Regions from separate parts of the Mus musculus genome. Here region 2 is linked to region 1. Evidence: chromatin contacts called from public HiChIP or PLAC-seq data. All regions are on one chromosome and are shown on one strand. The core of a region is the stretch at or near the end of the contact, and the rest is flanking DNA. Distances in the headings are between cores, read along the strand shown.

Region 1 (3,751 bases), core at 871-3,370:
AGGGTCCCATCTTCTTGGTCCCATCTCACCAAGATGACCAAAGGGACCCCATCCTCATGAAGGAACTCTAATAACCTCGACGAGGCACCTCTGGATGCCATCAGCTAGGGGACTGGGGAGAGGACATTTCAAGCATGTGAACTTGGGGATGGCCTCAGATTTTCCTTTACAGTGAGAGTTGAGTCCTGGGAAGTGTGTTGGCCTTGGGGAGAGCTTGTATCTCCTTAGCTGGGCAATTTCAACGGGAATAATAGAGCTTTCCTTTACCCCGCCCTCCCTGCTTTCTCATCCTCTCTCTTCTCTCTCCTGCACCTCTCTCTGTTCCTTTGTCCCCTCTCCCTCATTTTTTTCTTTTCCCTCTTTTTTCTCTAAGCTGTGATGAGCACACCATCGGCTCTGTAACTATCCAACCTTCTTTTTCTTCTCTGTCTCTGTCTCTCTGTGTCTCTGCCTCTCTCTGTTTGTCTCTGTGTGTCTGTCTCTCTCTCTCTCTCTCTCTCTCTCCCCCCCCCTCCCCTGCACTCACTTTGGAGGCAACAAAGAAATCCTCGTTGAATAATTCATTCAGAAACTCAAATGTAGCCTCCTCCCCCTCCCCAACTGCCACACTGCATTGGGAGGTAGATGCCCATGGAGGTAGGGAGGGACCTGCCTCCTGGGAAGGCTGGTGAGCTGTGTTTGGCACAGGTAGGGATGCCTGGTTGTTGCTTGGCAGGGAAGGACACACCCCGAAGCACTGGGCTTGGGGACTAGGAAGGGGACTGTGCTTCATAGAAATGGAAGACAGCCGAGGTGGAAGGCACAATGGCTCTCCCACAAACTCTGCAGACAGCCCCAGTCTGTGGAGCTCCTTCAACTTGGTGGTTCAGTGGGAATTGAGCAAGTGGTGGGAATCCCCAGGGACCTACAGGCACTGGACACCCATGGTGTCCTGTGTCACCACAGGTCTCCCCTTTGTGATCAGCTCTAATTTCTCAGGAGTCGGGCGTCACATGCTTGCTACAAACCCCCCTTGGCACCTAAACGCCGACAAAGGTTTTCAAATAAAATATGAGCAAAGTATCTGTGACGGCCACAGCCCTGAGCCCCAAATGTGTTTGATAACATGGAAGCCCTGTGGGTGTCTGACTTTCACCCATGGGGCCCCATTTGGCCAGCGGGTGCCTTGACATACCCCCGGTAGAACAGGTGACCTTAAAAGCCACCGTCTAAATATTCCAGCTCCCGCAGAGCCCAGCCCTACCTGCCACGTGGCTGGGTTTATTTTTAAAGTGGAGCCCCCTTGTCTGTCTGCGTGGGTCTAGATGGGCGGAGTAAATAATTAGAACTGATTTCTCCTCACCCACTCATGAGAGAATAGGAGGCGACATTTGTCTCCGTGTGGGAAGAAGAAGAAAATGAAAGAAAGAAACTTCTTTCCAACCCATGTTGGGTTCTGTGGAGTGTCTCCTCCATCCTTGGACTGTGTCACCAACGTCTTTTGATTACAACATCGGCTTGGAGAGACACTAATTGTACCCTGCTTACAATGCTTGTAATTACAGGGATTACATTTGCCTCATTTCCATATGTCAACACCACGACGAGATGGGTTGGGGGGGGGGGGAGGCGGCCGGGAGCTGCTTTTATAATCGGTTATTGTCTATGGAGAGGAAAAAAAAATCTCTGCACCCAACATGAGTGAAGTGTTCTTTGTTGAAATTGGAAATAAGATTATACATAAAAGTCGTCCTCTGACATCCAGAAAACGGGCAGTTTAAAATAAATTGCGGCTGCTGATCAACTAGATTGCTGGTCCTGATCCCTCTCCGGCTAATGAGGGGGACACCACTCACCGTGCATTTCAAAAGCTCTCTTCTTAATAAAAGATGACCCCCATATCTCTCCTGGAGAAGACATTGTCCCACCCTGATTGTTTGTGACTAAGGCTTCTGGAGGGGGGGGAGAATGGGGAAAAAGGAAAGGAAGGGAAAGAGGGGAGGAGAGGAGAGGTGAGGAGAGGAGAGGAGAGGAGAGGAGAGGAGAGGAGAGGAGAGGAGAGGAGAGGAGAGGAGAGAGCACAAGTATGTAGCAAGCAGGCTCAGAGCTACTCTCATCTGAAGACAGAGGACTCCCAGGTCAATGAGCAATCAACAAACATCCCTGAACAGGACAGTGACCTGTGTTGGAGGAGCTCTGGGTGCTGGCTGCTGCAGTAGCTTTTTGAACAAAGACTTGTCTCCTGTGACACATGGGTTATTTCCATACAAAGGCCAGAGGGACTGGGAAAGAGGGACAGACATGAAAGTAAGGGACTGGGATGTCAGAGAGTAGAAGAAGCAAACCAGCCCCCTTGGGGGGCACCAGGGAGTGAGGAGAGGCAGACTCTGGGATATTGGGGTGTTCCAAGTCACACACACTGTATTATGATATAGTTGTGCACCCCCAATTTGTATGCTCAGCATCCCACCCCTCCCCCCCCCCTTTGATCTCAGAATGTGACTGTATGAGTAGACAGGATCTTGGAGAATGAAAGCAAGTCCTCGGGTGCCCTAAATCCCTCTCCTTCCCCTCCTTTCCCCTCATACACCGCATCCTCCACCGTGAACCATCGCCGGGGAACCCCCACTAAAGTCCAGGAGATGCGCAGTTCTGTGACCCGACAGCCTCTCTCTTTATAAAATGCTCTGCCTGGTGTATTTCAGTACAACACCGGAAACCCGAGATCCTGCCCCGGGCATGCCTGCTGCCAGTGTGTGGAGCATGCTCTGTTGGTTCTTACGCGTACATCGAGGTCACGTGACACAGTTTTGTTTTGTTTTTCCGTCTTTTTTTTTTTTTTTTTTTGAGACAGAGTCACCCAGAACTTGATGTCCTCCCAGAACTCGGCATCCAGGATGCTGGGGTGACACGTGTGCACCCCCATGCCCAACATCTGACTTTTCTTTTTGAATTCATGCTTCAGGTAGCACCGCCCCAATCTTGCACTTCCCAGACAGGAGGCAGAGTGACTGGGGTTCTCACAGGAAACCCCATGACGATGCCCTCACTCTCTCCCTGTTACTTTCACTGAACAGGACACAGGCTGTACTTTAAGGGACATGAAAACCCCCTATGATAATCAAGGAACTGCAGACCGCAAGGTTGCAGGCTTGGAGGCAGGGACCACACTGCCCGCCCTACATTCTTGAAGTGGGCACCCCTAGAGAAAACAGAATGGGAGGTGTTCTAATATCCGAAGCCACGAAAGGACAAGTCCCCCAAGGAGCCAGATACGTTTCAAGTCCTGAGAAAGGGGGAATGGATGCACTTGAGACCTCACAGCGAAACCACAGTGGTACCTCCCTGGGATCTACCGCAACATCTCATAAAAAAGATCGGTGGGGGCCTCGGCATCGATCAATCACAAACCATTTCTGTCAGTGTCACAGCGCTGCAATGCTTGGGGAAGCTCACAGACACATCTGCTAAATTTAAAGGCTTTGGGGTTTGAGAACAAACAAATAATAAATAAACAATTTTATAATGAAATGAAGAGGGCACAGGAGACCTTTGAGCTGGGAGATGAGGAAGCTGAGGTAAATGGAAGATGAAGTTAATGTGTCTGTGTGTGTGTGTGTGTGTGTGTGTGTGTGTGTGTGTGTGTCTGTGTTTTTGTGTATGTGTGTGTGTGTGTGCGCTTATGTTTGTGTTTGTATATGTGTGTCTCTGTGTGTGTATGTGTGTGTGTCTGTATGTCTGTGTCTGTGTGCATGTATGTGTATGCCTGTGT
Region 2 (3,751 bases), core at 825-3,324, 190 kb before region 1:
ATTCCAACAAGGCCACACCCACTCCAACATGGCCACATCTCCTCCAACAGGGCCACACCTCTTTCAACAGGGCCACACCTCTTTCAAGGGCCACACCACCTCCAACACTTCCTCCAACAGGGCCACATCTCCTCCAACAAGGCCACACCTCCTCCAACAGGACCACATCTCCTCCAACAGGGCCACATCTCCTCCAACAGGGCCACACCTCTTTCAACAGGGCCACACCTCTTTCAAGGGCCATACCACCTCCAACAGGGCCACATCTCCTCCAACAAGGCCACACCTCCTTCAACAGAGCCACACCTCCTCCAACAGGGCCATGCCTTCTAATAGTGCCACTCCCTGAGCAGAGCATATACAAACCATGACACCTTGCTTAGGTCCAACTGATGACTGACTTCAAAAATGGTGTGGCACAAGCTGGGGTTTTCAAGCTTCCAAGTGTGTGGCAATCACCCTGCCAGTTCTTAGGAACTCACATAACTCCGATCCCTCATCTCCTGTGATGAGGAAGTTGGTAAGCATCTCTGTTTTGTAGCATTGAAAACCAAGCTGATGTATTTTAAAATTCGGCACTGTTCCTGGCCAACAAAGCTCATCCTGCTCTATGGATACCATGCCCAGGCCTCTGTTGCTCTGGCATGGGACGTCATGAATTGGGGTACAACTGGTGACGGCTCTGCACTACTAAGGTTCAAGTCCTGCCTCATGCTTCATCACATCACCTGGGACTTGTTCCTGCCCTGATCTGGGTTTTGTTTTCCAATCTGTGGGGTGGGTTGAAAAGGTGATCTGTAAATGTCCTGCCAGTTGGGAGCTTCCTGGTGTGGCAGGCTCACGTCTCCTTGGGAAGTTACCATCAGTGTGGTTGGTCCTCCTGGGTCCGTGCCTGCATTCTTGACCTGTTAACAGAGGTTAAGGGGCACCCAGAGGCCACAGACCAAGCTGTCTGTTCCTTGATAGTATGAAGCCTCCGCCCTTGCATATACCTCTCAACTTCACAATCACACTGTTATGCACAACCTACATTCCTTTTTAAATGTTTGTTTGTTTGTTTGTTTGTTTGTTTTCCCAAGACAGGGTTTCTCTGTGTAGTCCTGGCTGTTCTGAAACTCACTCTGTAGACCAGGCTGGCCTCCAACTCAGAAACCCACCTGCCTCTGCCTCCCAAGTGCTGGGATTAAAAGTGTGTGCTACCACTGCCCGGCACAACCTCATTTCTTTGCATCAGATCAATCTTAGAAGCCTCCTGGTGCCACTGGAAGACTTGGGATTTGCAGTTAGACAGGTGGGGCCATTTCTGCAGACAGCTCAGCAGTGAGGAATGCTCCCTGCTCTTGCAGGGGATCTGGGTTCAACTCCCAACTCTCTCCCTCCCCATATTAGGTGGCTCACAACTGCCTGTAACTCCAGCTCCAAGGGATCTGATGCCCTCTTCCGGGAGATCTGTGCTCATGTCTACATGTGCACTGACTCACACAGAGACAATTAAAAGTAAACAAATCTAGGTCAGTGGTGGTGGCTACACCTTTAATCCTAGCTTTTGGGAAGCAGAGGTAGACAGATCTCCAAGTTCAAGGCCAGCCAGAGCTGTATTGTGAGGTCTTTCTTGTCTTGAAAAACAAGAACAAAAGAAAGCAAAACAAAAAACAGAGAAGGGGAGTGCTTGGGGGAGGACAGTTTTTCAAACAGTGTAAGATTTGTTGAGATGCAAGAGGTGTAGTGTGGGCCTGGCCAGCTAGAGTGGGCTGAAGGAAGAAGAGAAAAGCAAGCCTCCCATAGGAAGACCCTCCATTTATGCTGAATTTGAAGTAGGGCAGTGGATGCAAAAACCCTCAGCACAGTGTTTGATGTGCATTGTGTGTCCAAGAAGACACTGAAAGGAATGAAGTTTCCCAGACTGGTGGGGACCCAGAACCTCCTCCAGCCCTGTCTGAGCCTGACATGGCTCTGTCTATAGCCGTCCTCTCCTTCTGCTCCTCCGCAGTTCCGTGGCTAGGTCTCAGCCCCTGTCCTTCATCTGACGTGACAGGAGAGGGAGGGATGCAGAGCCGGGAAGAGGGACTTGAAGAAGATGGATGCTGGCACTGTTGCCATGGCAACCACGGGACGGGCAGGAGGCCCGTTGCCAGGAGTGGTCCCTGCTTTTCCTGGATTCCCAAGCCTTTCAGGGAAGGCAGGAGATGTATCAGGGACTCGAGGATACAGGCAGGCCCTGAGAGACGGATGGGGGTTAGTGATATTTTAGCAGTCTCTTCTGGATTCGTGGGAAGATCTGCTAGTCCCTGTGCTGAAAGATGGGGAAAGAGCAGAAGGAGGGGTGTGGAGAGGGCAGGTTTCCTAAGCACCTACTATAGCTGGTATGTACAGCTGGTTTCTGCACAAGAGGCATCGGGTAAAATCTATAGAGAGATTGTAGTTCAAATCCTGTCTCTGCTTCTTCCCATTTGAGTTGTCTCCTGCCTCCAGACCCTGGTGCCCTGTTTGGCAAAGCAGGTGATGTTGGATGATGCTATGTGGCTTTGCCTGTCTCAGGCTCGTGGCCCAGAGGCTTCTGGGATAGAGGCATGCCTGCTAGGCTGAGTATTGTTTGTGCCTTGCTGATATTGTCACATGGCTTGTAGGGAGGGATCCAATTTACTTCTTTATCTGTGCCTGCCTGTTTTCCTGCCTTCTGTTAATAGACATTTCTTGGTCTTTTGGAGAAGAGAGTCAGGGACTCAGGTCAGTGGTCACAGGACAGGCTGATGATAATGAAGGCTCTTACAGGTAGGACCTGCACAGTGGCAGGGCAGCTTCCTTGCCATGAACCTCACAGGAATTCCTAATAGCTCCAAGAGAGAAAGTCAAGGTTCAAAGTAGTTGCACAAGTCACCTGAGACAGCACAGTTGGCTCCTACCTGATATGGGAACTTGGAAACTGGTGGGTTTGCTAAGAATAAAGTGGTGGTGAGGTTTTTAGGGCTGGGGCCATGGGCTTGCCACAGAGCTGCTTAGTTCTTGACTCCGTTGAGTCCTGGGGATCTGAGAAGGCAGAGGCGAGCCAATCAGCAATCTCTGCAATGCTGAGGCCCGTTTCTCCCATTGCGACTGTGTCGCCATGCAGACAATTCTTAGCATAATTTCCCACTTACTGCGGGTGCCTGACGTCATATTCCCCACCCCCTGCCCCATGGTCTGCACCCCCATCCTGATAATTTTTTCTAGCTGTTTTTCTGTCTCAGGACTGACTTGAGCCAGTGAGAAGTAGGGGTGGGTCTAGCCCCATCCTGTACATGTGGACACCCGGCTCTTCTGTGTTCATGGTGTCTTCATATATCAGCTGCTCACACTGCAGCCCATGTGTCTGTACGAAGTCCTCAAGTTACTGGGAAGGAAGTAGGAAGGCACAGAGGAAGAACTCGGAAGCGGGGACAGGAAGAGAGAGAGGACCAGAAGAAGAACTCAGGGAGAAAGGAAGAGGACCAGAGGAAAAACTTTGGAGGACAGAAAGAGAGGCCCAGTGGGATTCAGCCTGGAGAGTGGGAAAGAAGAGAAGTGACCCCTTCCAATGTATACTGAAATTAAAAATAAATCTATATGTGCATGTGTGCATGCATGTGTGTATGTGTGTGTACATGTGTGTGCATATGTGGGATGTGTATGCACACAGGGTGTCAGAGGACAACTTTTAAGAGTTAGTCTTCTTTGGTGTATATCCCCAGGATGGAACTCTGGTCACCAGTCACAGCCACAAGCACCCTTACCC

The links. HiChIP or PLAC-seq counts read pairs in DNA pulled down with a chosen protein or histone mark.
Region 2: an H3K4me3 HiChIP or PLAC-seq map of embryonic basal ganglia shows a contact between it and region 1, with 2.5 times the contacts expected there. The contact joins two enhancer-like sites. A contact is called at or near these places in 1 of 484 Hi-C or Micro-C datasets (nephron progenitors) and 2 of 115 datasets of contacts at active chromatin or transcription factors (embryonic basal ganglia and embryonic forebrain).

Annotation. Positions count from the first base shown.
Region 1 is chr5:111,841,605-111,845,355 of GRCm38.p6, reverse strand. No RefSeq gene overlaps it. Among named protein-coding and RNA genes, the nearest start is that of Gm29935, 50 kb to the left of the region's middle. Within about 2 kb of position 2,120, at least 33 of the 459 cell types and tissues checked have an H3K27ac peak or open chromatin away from gene starts, as enhancers often do. A contact at or near this core is called in embryonic basal ganglia, where this site is marked.
Region 2 is chr5:112,028,489-112,032,239 of GRCm38.p6, reverse strand. No RefSeq gene overlaps it. Among named protein-coding and RNA genes, the nearest start is that of Gm36794, 84 kb to the right of the region's middle. Within about 2 kb of position 2,074, at least 20 of the 459 cell types and tissues checked have an H3K27ac peak or open chromatin away from gene starts, as enhancers often do. A contact at or near this core is called in embryonic basal ganglia, where this site is marked.